Linked DNA regions of Dromaius novaehollandiae: region 1 is linked to region 2. The links are chromatin contacts, called in public Hi-C maps. All regions are on one chromosome and are shown on one strand. The core of a region is the stretch at or near the end of the contact, and the rest is flanking DNA. Distances in the headings are between cores, read along the strand shown. Region 1 overlaps LOC135327595 (a long non-coding RNA gene). Region 2 holds the start of MRPL53 (mitochondrial ribosomal protein L53).

Region 1 (6,610 bases), core at 2,538-5,037, 300 kb before region 2:
CACTTCAACACTTCCAAAAGCCGTGTCAGTCCTAGCTAAAAACTCAGGCTAGACTTGATTATGTGAGTCACCACTTACTAATTTCATACCTCCAGCATGACGGGAAATAACGGAGGTGATACTAATATATGGCAGAGTAAGGAACCTGCAAGGAACAGCAAATAGGGGTAAAATGGAAATAAAAAGAGCTTTTGTTTTGAATTCCAGTCCCTGCTCCAGGGGCCTGGGTGACTGTAGTGAGCAGCAATCTGCCACCCCTGAGCTGCGAGCACCCAGGTAAGAGTGTGGAGGGGGTGGCAGAAGGAAGACTGGGGAGAAGGAGTGATGGTGGAGAAAAGAGAAAGGAACGGCTCTGCGATGCAAAAGTGGCCGGCTGAAAGAGGTGCAAACTACAGTGGTGAAAATAAAGGGCCAGTTTTCAGTCTGAGATGGCTTGAAGGTGTGCTGATGGCCTGAAAAGACCCAAAAAGCATTCTGTTTGTCTGGAAAGGATTCCTAGGAGTTGCTTAATCCTGATTAATCCTCTTCATGTTGTAACGGCCCTCAGGCTTTGACAGATCACTTCATGGTAAAGCTAGTGGTACCTGCTTCCTGTGACCTGAAATTGGCTTGTCATTAGGGGGATGTTATTAAAAAGATTTGTTTTCCCATGTGTTGACTAGTCTTCTCATCCTCTGAGGCCTAAATAGAATCGGTGAAGTAATCTGAGTGATTCAAGTAAGTGCTTAGAGGAGTGAAAAATGGAGATATGGAGCATGGATGCCTCGCTGTGACAGTTGTTGTGTTATGCTGTGCTGGTGGGAAAAAGAACAACAGCTATCAATGATATCAGAAGTAAAACATGAGCCTTGGACTTCCACAGACTCAGTAGTCACATGCCCTTGACCACAAATAATGGGAGTGCTACTCTTTGCCTTCTACAGAATGAGGTAGCTCAATACTAGAGCTAAAGTGATACAGTCTCAGCTCTGATCTGCGATGATCTGAGATGAAATTTCTGTTGCTGCAGCACTTCCCAGCTACAGATGTTCCAAAGGCTTTGGAAAGAGTTTAGCTAAATTCTTCCACAGAGTTAAGAATCATTTTACCGTGTTTTAGTGATGTGTTAGATGTAGGATTCTATTGTGTGCTTATGATTTTTAAGATGAAAAAAAAAAAAAAACGTGGGGAGTTTCTCTGGGATGTGCTCTTTGTAATCTCTGAGTTCCCAGCTTGGATCTGGAGGGCCAATTTAACTATTTCTCCAACCTTGCCATTGTGTTGACTTTTGCTAACTCAGTTTTTGGAGACTGTAGCTTCATTGCATACCACAAGAGGTCAGTCCTTGATAACTTTGCCTCTGCAATGAATGGTCTTAATCATAACATTTTCAGATGCAGAGAATCTGCAGTTCCCACCTGTTTCAGAAAGCCTGGTGAGCACTGAGTTGTTTTCAGTAATAGCTGTGTGTGTAATACAAACATATCTGGTGCGTATTTACAACTTTCACTATAAAGGATTGTTTTCTAGTTACTTTTCCTTTTTCCATGTGTTTTCATTTGCAAAACTAACTTTGGGATATGAGCCTCTAAAACAGCATTATATTTATTTTTTCCTTGTAACACTAAGAAAGAAAGCTAAAAAGCCTGCCTAGCTTACAGCCAAAAAGGTCTGGAAAGGAAGGGTCACCATAGTCTTGTAACCAAAAGGGAATGATCACATATTATTGGAAAATATTGAAGTTAAAGCTTGGTGCTAAGTCAGTTCTAGAAACTTGGAATTATCCCATAAGGCTGGTTTAAAAACAAGTTCGGTAGTTTAACCCAATCCTCGGTAATGTTTCCTCCCTTTCTCCTGCTCCATGTTTTGTTTTGTTTTGTTTTGTTTTGTTTTTTACAATCTGGCAAAAAAATTCAATGAAGCCTTGTCTCAGAGCAAGACGTACTATGGTGACTACAAGACAAAGCTAAGACAAAGCTGAGACAAAGCATTATGAGAAATTTGTTTGTCATCTGCCTTGTGTTAAAATGAATGTGTTTGAAATCTCTTCTCTTTTCCTTCCCCAGCAATTACAAAATAAAACCTTCATCTTTTCATGGTGGTATCATCTGGGGACAAGCAGGAAAACACAATTAAGGAATGTGCAAGTTCTTATTCTCTTTCTTTCTCCTCTTTAAAGCTAAATTTAGAACATAAATCTTAGTATAATGTTTATTTTTCATTTTGACAGCCATAAAAAGCAATATAGCTTGGTCTTCAAACCAATACTGTAATTTTTATAACCTAAATATTTTTCTTGGCATCATGAAAAAGAGTGGGTGTAAGGGGGAGAAAAATGTTGGCAGTTAAAGCAAATAAAGTAGAAAATAATGCATTTAATTAAGGGGCACCAAAATAATGTTACTGTTTTCTAAGTAGTATTTTCATTTCTAATAAATTGTTTTGGGAGCAGCAGCTTTCTACCAGAACCTTACAGGAGAAGAAGTAAAATTATATCATAGTGATTCTGTAGCACCTGACTTGGAGAACAGGTCGCAAAAGTACCATTATAAAAGAAAAGAGGATGGCAACATTTTAAGTGCAAAATGCATAGAATCTTTCGACAACAAGATGTACTTTTTTGTGCAACCAAGAGTATTTGAAACCCAAATTTGAAATCAGCAAATTATTTTGGCTAAAAGAAATGAGTGGAGGTTAGAGGAAGTTTTTGGTGCAGGCAGAGGAGTCATTCTGTCTCAAAACTTTCTAAAGCAAGTAGCTGACCATCTAAAATATTTCTAATCCAAATGTACGTAAGACAGTCACTTCTTAAAAGCTTTTTAGAATTACCTCAAAAAGAGACAAAGCCTGTGGGGGAGTGGAGAAGAGGGAGTGTAGCTCTCTGGGCTAAACTGAAATACTTTTTCTTTTAATGTGTTTGCTCTGTACAAAATTAGAAAACGTTATTTGCATAAAGGCAACTGTAATGGTCTATGTGTCTGTCTTTAGGAACATCAATTACAGCAGAGATTATCATCTCTTAAAGTGGCATTTATTTAGCGGGATTTAATCTGAAATACCACTAAAACACCTACTTGCTAATTATATGACTTCAAATCCTTTCCTTTTTATACCTAGAGGAATTGGCTGAAGAAATTTTACTTGCCTAGTCGCAGGTCTCTGAGGCTACAAGTTAGACAGCTTTGGGTGCCTGCCTGGCAGCAGCTGGACTTCGAAGACGAGAGACTCCGCCAGCAGAAGTGACCAAAGACTGCCGCTCACTCCAGCAGTGCCGGCGACCTGCTGGATTCACTGCCTGGTAGAGGAGGAACCATTTGGACAAGAAGCCTGAGCGTTAGTGAGAACGGATGGTGCTGGGCAGCAGCGTAGGGTCTCTCTATTGTTCTGAGCCTGCATTTGAGAACAGGTTAGTTTAGAGACATCCTTTCCTACAGGTGGAAGACTCTGTATGCATGTGTGTGGTGAGGAGGTGCTGCCTAGGCAGAGAAAAGCAACTCATTAAATTTAATAGCCTTGCTATTTATATTGGAGCTGGACTTGCAGAATGTATTAGCCAAAGAAAAGCTACGTATGACCTAACAAAGCTAGAAGGGGAGTTGTGAACTTGGGCAGAAATACTACTAGTTTATAGCTCCCCCCAACCCCAAACTACTCCCTGTTTCAGGAATGTCTCTCTCAGTTTAAAGCAGGAGCTTCAGTAGCTTTACCAATGTCCCGTTCAAATGAAACTTTGCATATGAGGAGTGTTCCCTGCATGCACGTAGGGAGGCTGTGCCTCTACTGCCAGGCAAGAGCAGGACAGGAAACAGGTGTTGACAGCTTAATGCATCAGGAGGAGCAGTTTTACAGCATGAACATTACAGCATGAACACGAGTGAATTCCTTCCCTTTGACCATAATGCAGCTACTTATACATCACACCATAATTTAAGAGGCAGTTTCCCACGTCCAGGTTCATGCTGTAAAACTGCTGTTCATAATGGAGGCCATGCAAAGGTTATCATTCATTTGAGCTGATCCTTGGCAGATGCGCTGGCATTCACGGTTGTTGAAGAATTAAATTTTACGTAAACAAAGAGGAAAAAGTTATACACAAAGGGTTTTATTACACGAATAATTTTACATACTCCTTGGTAGTTAGTCAGTTACAAGTGCATTTAATTAATGTTTTGTGGACATCATAACAGTCAGAGTATTTCAGCTGGACAGCCAGTATCGGGCTGAATTCAAGCCAGTGCAATTCATGACATAACCATAAACAGGAAATTACAGGTCTACAATGAGGTTAGACTAGATAGCAACAGCATACGTATTGTCACATCAAAGCATTACAAAGTATGAAAGCCCAATATTTCAACTATCTCTAAAATGGTATTTGTACAAACTTGTCATAGATACCTAAATGTAAGGTTTCATTACATCAGTAATGCATCATGTCTTTCTCTGTTTTCTGGGAGATACTTCGGTATTCAAAACTATTTGGGGCAACAAGAAGAAATGTAAACATCTGATGGTCCTTTGAAAGTCCATTCTGAGAGAATACATTGTGTGCCATAGGAAAAGTGCATCCTAACTGGTGTGTCTGTTATGGCCAGTCTGACTCAAATTCACATAGCACCAGGTATTTATCCGTTTCTGCAGTAAAAAGTTAGAAAATCTTCGTATTAACTCAGAAAAGAGAAAACAAAGTCAAAAGATTTTTTTCTTCTTCTTCTTTCTTTAGAGGAACAGCAATTAAATTAAAAAGAAAAAAAAACCCACCCAACATTTAAACAGTTACTTCCTATGTACAAAGGAACCGAAAGCTAGCAAAACGCATAGCCGGTGAACAGTCTTTATTATTATTTTTTCCTCCAGGTTCAGGTACCTGAATATATGAATTTATTTACAGGTGGACATATATCTACAGAAGTAATAATCAGAATATTTCTATTTGGCTAAAAGTTGTATAAAAAAAGACAAAACACTTTTTCTCAAATACTTTCCAAATATATATAGATATATTAAAAGTATTCAGTATGTCCATTACTGCCAGAGTTGGAAGCTCTTTCTCATTTTAAAAAGTAAATTTTGTGATAGTAAGTGACAACAAAGGACTGACCACTGCAGTCAATGCTTTGATTTGAGGGACTGCGGCTGGAGCTAAATCAGACCCACAGAACAGGTACAGATTGCAGAGAAATGCAGTAGTGTCTTTCTGTTGCTGTTATAGGCCACGTCCTGGTAATGGAGATTACCAGCTGCAAAGAGCCTCCTGTACCACACCTGAGCATCCCTTCAGCTAGCTCTGTGTAACCTTCCTGGGGGCAGATCCTCTGCAGATGTAAATGGTCATAGCTATGGGCGGTACGGCAATTGGTAACGGCTGATGCTGCCTGTCCTCAGGCATTTTTTCAAGTCAGTGGGTTCTGTGGATCTCATTGTAGGGACCTTGGTAAGAAATCTGTTGTTGGGTTTTTTTTTGTATCAAGCAACATACAGAAAGCATTGCATTTTTTAAAAGGACAGCGTTAAAAAAAATCCCAAAACCTCAGAAGTACTGGATGTATCCTTTATGCAGTCAGAAAACTAGCATAGTCCGGTAGCTCAGTAAATAGGAAAACGTGAATTCCATGCTAATTCTTGAAAAGAATATAAAATTAAGGGCTTTAGCCCATCAGATACAAATACATACTGTAAAAATATTATTAACTGAATATAAACTAGATGAGTGCACATCTCTGGATAGATAAAATACCACTGCCTTTACACTGCTATCGTGCATTTGAATAGGTTGCATATAAGCAAAATCTTTCTTTGCTGTTCAGTCCAGGCTTGCTTTACTCTAAAGCAAAGATGCTCTTAATACATCTTTTTTTGTCTCTCTTTCTGTAGGATGAACTATAAGAAACATACATAATCAGGTTAGGTCTGACTCTTCATGTCTTGTACACCCCAGCCCTGAAGTGCAGTCAATGCTTAGGCTGAAGGACCAAGTGTTTTGAGTGCTAGATCATCTAGGGCCATAGCTCCCAGGCAGGAGCCCATCAGGAGCCATCCGTGCCTCCTATGGGGTGCGTGGCAGAGCACCACGAGAGGAAGTGGCAAGAACTAAACTGGGGCTGCCGGGTGGCTGGAAAGGCTCTTGCTGAGGGGAAGATCTGGGAAAGCCCAAAAGCAGCCTCTTCCTTGCCACAGCTTGCTCTAGAGTAGCTGCAAGCTCCTCCTGACCAAAAAAACTGAACTGCAAAAGCACAAGAGCTGCTCGGGCCAGAGTGGCAGCATCTGCGGCCAGGCAAGCACGAGCACCCCATCCATGCCTCCCTGTCCTTGGCCCGGCACCCACCAGCTCGTGCTCGCCTTCACGGGGGCACAGGGAGAGAAACGTATGCTGAAGGAGACAGAAGCACCTTCAGCTCCTGCTGTTTGGGAGCTGCTAATCTATGGGAAAAGGTTGGATTTGAATTGACTCAAGATACAATATGCAGCTGTAGGAAAATGCATAGTTCGTGTGTATACATTCATTTAGCAAGATCAAAGGAAGTTTCTTTGCTGAGCAGTTTAATCACCATCTGTTTTCAAGAAAAATGTGATCTCACAAATCTACAGGAGACCAATTAACCGCACATCTTGTGAGTTAATGGTAACTGAA
Region 2 (6,488 bases), core at 1,159-3,658:
TTTTACTAGAATGATCATTATCACAAACTATACTTTCTGCATTTAGTGTGAATGTAGAAAAAAAACTTGGTTGTCCTCAAGTATGGTGAGGATCCAAGTTCAGGATATTCATACTCATAGTCATCAGCTCCCTTGGTTTCATTTCAGTTATATTCTATCCTATCAAGGGAGGAAAAGAATATAGAGTTTTTCAGTTACCAAATAGATATTCTTTCATGTTATTACAAATCTTTCAGATTTCAAAAAAAAAAAAAAATTTTTTTTGCAAGAGCACAGATGGTTTTCAGTTCTTCCAAAAAGATGGCTTAAGAGGAAAGATGCAACTTCTATTGCTGACAATAAATGTTAAAAAGTTAACTGATCTGAGTGTGGAAATGAGAAGACAAAATTTTCTTTTCATTGAATTGTGCTAAATAAGCTAAGCACATTCTACATGAAACTACTATCAAAACACAATAGGCGAAAATATAAAAATATTTTTGCCACACTTATTTTGGAGCCAGTAAGTGCCACAGTACCACTAGTGTGAGGAAGGGAGCCCGTAGGACAATCAGTGATCATTCTTACTTCCTCATTCCTTTGTTGCTGTTATCCCTGTAATGCTCCATAAAAGCTGGCGGAAATTTTGCTACAGATTTTAAATAGAATGAATAAATATCTTCATGTTACAATTAAGAAATTTATGTTGAAATTTTGTAAGCTACAAGTTTACCTTCTAAAATATAAAACATTCTGTTTATCTTGTTCTGGATCTGAACCTTCATATCTTACTCAGGCAAAATTAAAAATAAATCAGCCATTGTTGGTTAAAGAGGGGATTTCTTTCAAAAGATATCTCACAGAAATGTATTTTTTCCCATTGTGCAAAGACTATGACACATACGAGTAAGAATAAAAACATTAAAACTGTATTGATTCCTCTGAATTTATTTTTGCTACTTCATTTATATTGGCTAAATCTCAATGAAAAGGATAAGTTTTCTCAAAGATTATGTGATTTAAAAAAAGAACTTCCAATAAATATAAATAGGTTATGCTTTACAAAGGATGCTAGATATTTTATGTATTTCCTGTAGATTGGAAACATAGGTTTGTATTGAACGTTCCACAGCAATTCACAACGTGTTTAAATACCATTACTACTGGGTTTATTCCACCCTATACCTAATCCTTAACAAGATCTCAGTACTCAGCAGAACAAAGTAGTGAGACCGTTTAACAATTTATCAAGGAGATTTCCGCCACCTAGTGGAAAATATATGAATGACATGAATACATACCTGAATATCTAAAAACCTTTGTTTCAAGACGAAGTATGTAACTGCTCTATCTAAACCATTAGAAAAATGTATTTACTTCCATAGTATTTTTTAATAAAAAAACTCTACTTCTTGATATATTGCAAAATATTGCCTCTAACTTATCTTTAGTCATATTGGCTACTCCTCATTTATCCTCATTCATACCCTTGTTTATCCAAGCATATTGGCTATTACACTACTTCTGGAAGATATCAGAAGCTGTCACCCAATACGGAGCAGAATCAGCATGAAGCAAACAAAAGCCAGACTTCCTCAGCAACCTCACCTCTTCTTAAAAAAAAAAACACAATTTTTTCTTAAGTGTACCTACTAGTCTAATAAAAAGTATTACCTCTACCTATGCACCTCATCTTTTTTCATATCCTTAGAACATCGCAGCTGCAATGACAGGAATACATTACGGTAATTGTTCCAGTTATACTTCATTTAGTACATTGCACAAAAAATGAATGTTATCAGAAGAAACATAAATGCTAATCAAGTCGTAATTCCAAAGACATGGGGCAGAAAGCTGTTGCTTCGCACATCCACAATCATGCACTGGTTTGGAAGAGGTAAACGTAAAATCATTATGATAATAACAACTGCAATGGATTCTGCTTGAGCGAATCCTCACATACCCACAGCAGGTATTTGCACCGCTTATATTTGGGTATGTAAAGTCATGCCTAAATTTGGCATTTTGAGGGCTATGCAGTGAAAAGTGGAGTCGGGACAGGTTGGTCTGTTGGTCTCGCTCTCTCCGTTGACTGCAAATGAGCTTTCTTCTAGGTGAGGGATCACCACAGCTTTCCACTCTCCCAAGGTCCACCCCGAGGGGAAACGCTTCCCCCAAGCCCACCCCTTAGCATGTAGCGCACAGAGGAGTACACACACTCCGCCGGCCCCACAACGAGGGTCTTTTCCCCATCAGGCCGCTTTGCTTCAGGCGAAAGCCAGTCCCGCAGCGCAGCGGGCACTGGGAGCCTGCCCGTCCCCTGAGGGAAGGGGTGGACATGGCGGCCGGAGGGGCGCGCTCCCCGCACTACATTTCCCAGAAGCCCCGTGGGGGCCGAGGACGCGCCGGCGCCTTTTCCCTCCTGCTGCAGCGAGGGGGCTGCTGGGAGTTGTAGTAGGGGAGGCGGAGGGAACATGGCGTCCAAGATCCGGGTGGCACTTCGGCCCGTGAAGAGTATCTTGGTCCGCTTCTGCCCGTTCGAGCCCAACGTGGAGAGCACAAGGTGAGAGTCTGCTGCCGCCCGCCCGGCCCGGCCCGGCCCCGCGGCGCCTCTCGCCGTCCCGGTTGTGGGGCCGCGGTGCCTCGGGCCTCGCTGCGGAGGGAGGCGGCCGGTGGGCGCCGCCATCTTCCCCCGGGCCTCGGGGCTCCCTCCGCAGCTTCAGTTTAAAGAGCGCCCCTCGTACGCCCAATCCTCGTGGGCTTTTGGTTTTATGCTTTTCCCTTTTTGGTTTTATAATTTTATTTATTTATTTTGGGGGCTGGGGTTATCCTAACTAGCACTTTTTAATAGTTATGCTGTAAATTAAAACCTAAAGTGACCCCAGTGCGGCCTGTGCCCTAGGCCCCTCCACAGAGCCCTGTCTTGGTGACTCCTCCACAACGATGTTTGCTGGGTTTTCTCGTAGTTGCGCTTAGGAACACAAAAAGTAATTCCCTAAATAAAAAGGACGGAGTAGAGGCCAGAGCCACTCCAACTGTTGCCCTGACTACATTGGTAGTAGAAGTAAAAGGCAGCAGCTAAAATTACTGCCACTGCAAAACCATACAGTTTGCTGGTGCTATAGCAAGTGTAAGAAAGAACACATAGCGGGAGTGAATCTGTAAGAAAAGGGCGTTTTTTTGTTCATTCTTTGAAGAAGAACTTCCCTTTCACCAGCTTTTACGTTCACTATATGCTTTATATAACTTTCACAATCTTGGTCTTTGAGGGCCTGCATTTAGCATGGCTTCATAGTTTAGTTTAGTCAAGACAGAACCTTAACGTTTTATAATGGTTGAGAAGACACTGTATTTGTCTTAAAGGCTATGTTTATGCTAAGTATTGTCAGAATGTGCACAGCATTAATTTTAAGCAGATTTGTAGAGGATCTCCATGTCTGAGTATAGACTCTTGCATATCAATGTATGTGTTTAACTTTTCCAGTCTACTCATAGAGATGCTGCTCTCTCAGTTGCTGAGGATGTAGGTGTGGGACTAAAGTTACTGGTCCAAATGCTTGTAATGGGAGAGAAAGGAGGAAACACCTGCTGCTGTGTCTTGGTAATTGGCTGCTCGAGAGATCTAAGAAATTATGCTTCTGGAGTGATGCAACCTCTGCCAGTTCTGCATGGAAGGAATATAAAATGGCATTTTCCATTTACACACACATCTACTATTAAAATGGTCTTGTTAACACAACCTAATCTAGAATGTTTTTAAGTCAACTGAATGTCAAGTAGATTTCATACATATGAGAAACCTACTGGAAACAGATATTGTTAAATAACTAAATGCGGTCTGAACCCAAACAATAAAACAGTGGTAAGTAAATGTTGTATAAGGAAAAATGAGAATGGCTTTGCTGATTCTGCATTTTTTATATTAGTAACCAAGCTGAGAGAAATGCAGAAAGTGCATACACTGAATTTTTGAAAAATTCTTTAGTATGCTTTTTACATAATAGCACATAACACCTCCATTTGAATTTTTGAGAGTGATTCTCTCGTAAGAAGTACATGTCTGAAATTATTAAATGAAAATCCTATTTTATTTATACTTTCATCAGCTAGCAACGTCAAGCTATTAAAATTAATTATAGAAATATCTGTAATATACTTAATACATTTTCAAATGTATTTTCAGAATATTTCTTCAACGAATATACCATAAAAAAATCTATGACACCAACAGGAACTGTGAAGTGACTGCTGATGTAAGACATGATGGGTCTGAACCACTTGTAGATGTTATGTTTGGTAAGGAGTTTATTTTTAATCTTTACAGAAAGTCCTTCCAGATTTGGGTTGTTATGGTAGTATTATCTTCTCTGTTTTTTTTATTGTGACTGCTTTGTTTTGGTTCTGGTCCACAGCTACATGTTGTACAGTTAAGAAGAAAAAAGGAAGAGGGAATTATTAACAGACTAATGTATAGAGAAATGTGTATATATATCTTCATACTACAGTTAGAACTGCTGGATCTTAGATCAAAAAGCTGACTTAATTTTAGGCTAGAGTCCACATTTGAAGCGACATACTTGTGTGCCCTTGCAGCTCAGGTGGAATTCCAGTGAATGTAGCTCTGTTTGAATGTAAAAATATGTTCACATTCTGTCCATCTTATTATCTCTGGCAGAGGCATCTTAATCTTGAGACTAGAAAGCTGATTGCTTTAGATGCTTATGCCTCTGAGTAACTTGCTATGTATTTACTGAGTGTGAAGGAACAGCTCACAAGGATAAGACTTTTCATGTGCAGAAGGACTTACAAAATGAGGTCAACTGATCTGTGACAAATGATGTATTTTGGACCGTATGATCTTTAAAGGTCCCTTCCAACCTCACCATTTTGTGATTCTGTGAATAGGGAGGGAACTGATGGTGAAAATTTTGTCAGTTCTGGAAGCAGCCCAGAGTCTAGGCTGTGAACAGATGGCTCTAATCTGCTTTTGTCCTCTTCCCTGGCTGCATCTTCTTTCCTGCTGTGCCTTAATGGCCCAATATGGCATGTAGCCCGTTAAAGTTTTTATTATTATTGATCCTTTTCTTGAACTTTCATATATTTAGTGAATCAGTGGGAATGTCAAGAGTGTGGAATGTACTTGGCTTTGTCATTACAGTGTTGACTATGCTTCCTTCTCCCTTTCCCATGCCTCTGCATTTCCCATCCTTGTCTCTAACTGTGATGTATTAAGACCTAAGCCGTAAAGCTTAATGCTTTTCACAGTGTAAAACCAAAACAATTTATTTCTCTGACACCAAGAGCTACAGCTCTGAACTCTTCACTTTCTAAGAGCTGATTATTTTCCAAGTGAAGAGTTTACAGCCCTTCTAGTTGGCAGACATGGGTCTGGAACTTGGATGCTGCGCGTGGTATTGCATTATATGGGTTTGAATATATGACTTTTATATTTGTAAATGTTTCAAAAATAAAATATTTGGGCACTATACTTAACTTGTAATGCGCCTTCCGTTTTCAGGTAGTTTTTTCAGAATTTTAAAAATCCTTTTGCTCTCTACTTTAAACATTACAACTGCTGGATTGCATCGACCAATTCATTGTTTTGGCTAAAGAAATAAGTTAAACAGACCGTATACAATGTGCTGCTAAAATGCTGAGCCATGTGTGGAAATTATGCCTTCTAGTCTCTTCTATGCCTTCTGTTAGATGACTTTGAGAGCATAGGGTGAGCCATTCTGATCAAATATGTTTCCCCTGTCGGTATATCTAGAGAAACATTTCTGATTTTTGGATGGTACAATACAGAAATAAAAATTTTGTATGTATTGTTTGCAATTTAATATGTTGTTTGTTCTTACAGTGTTGTTGTATAAACAGATTCCTTGGTAAATGGAATACTTTTTAATCAGACAATATGAACAGGGTTTTTGGATTTATATATACGAGACAGAACTGCACACTAAAGCAATTGTGACTTAGACTTTGTGAGTTCTTAAAACTTGTTCCCTTTACAGCTGATGGAGAGCGACTGATAATGAAAGGAGCCAACCTGACAACAGTAGAAATGTTAACGGCATTGAGCTCCAGATGTAATACGAAAGAGCTTAAAGCAGAACAGAAAAGCAAGAAGAAGAGTCCCTGAAGTACCAAACAAATGTGTTCACATTTACATGTGTCAAAAGCGGCAGACTGCATAGAAGGCTTTTCTCATACGTGACAAATCTGAAAGTTTAACATGCAGCAGAACGAACCATTTAAATGTTCCTGCCTCTTCTCCTCAAGAAAAATGCACTGGAGCAACATAACTTTTTAACACTAGCGGGTCAAAATGGCTTAATGCACAAGTGAATCTTTCTAAACAGCTGCCTGTTGGTCATCTGCATGTTGGACTAAAATCACATGTATTTGCCTATGAATATGAATAATGGATGTTAGTTGTTAAGTTAATAAATGTTAAAAATCAAGACAGATCTCTTTAGACATTTCTATGGTCTGTACAGCGGAATGCA

What was found. Hi-C and Micro-C count contacts between places; a contact is called where the count stands out from the background.
Region 1: a contact with region 2 is called in a Hi-C map of ovary, with 3 times the contacts expected there. The contact joins the enhancer-like site here to the promoter of MRPL53 in region 2. A contact is called at or near these places in 2 of 4 Hi-C or Micro-C datasets (brain and ovary).

Annotation. Positions count from the first base shown.
Region 1 is chr2:124,828,683-124,835,292 of bDroNov1.hap1, reverse strand. It overlaps LOC135327595 (a long non-coding RNA gene), which reads right to left. Exons shown (of 2, transcript XR_010387932.1): 2 at 4,061-4,614. Among named protein-coding and RNA genes, the nearest start is that of ZBTB10, 80 kb to the left of the region's middle. Within about 2 kb of position 3,787, at least 2 of the 2 cell types and tissues checked have open chromatin away from gene starts, as enhancers often do.
Region 2 is chr2:124,524,646-124,531,133 of bDroNov1.hap1, reverse strand. MRPL53 (mitochondrial ribosomal protein L53) reads left to right here and starts at 2,408. Exons shown (of 3, transcript XM_026100688.2): 1 at 2,408-2,542; 2 at 4,163-4,275; 3 at 5,994-6,443. The coding sequence starts at 2,454. The coding sequence ends at 6,121. It overlaps LOC112983525 (a long non-coding RNA gene), which reads left to right. Exons shown (of 4, transcript XR_003259251.2): 4 at 1-1,389.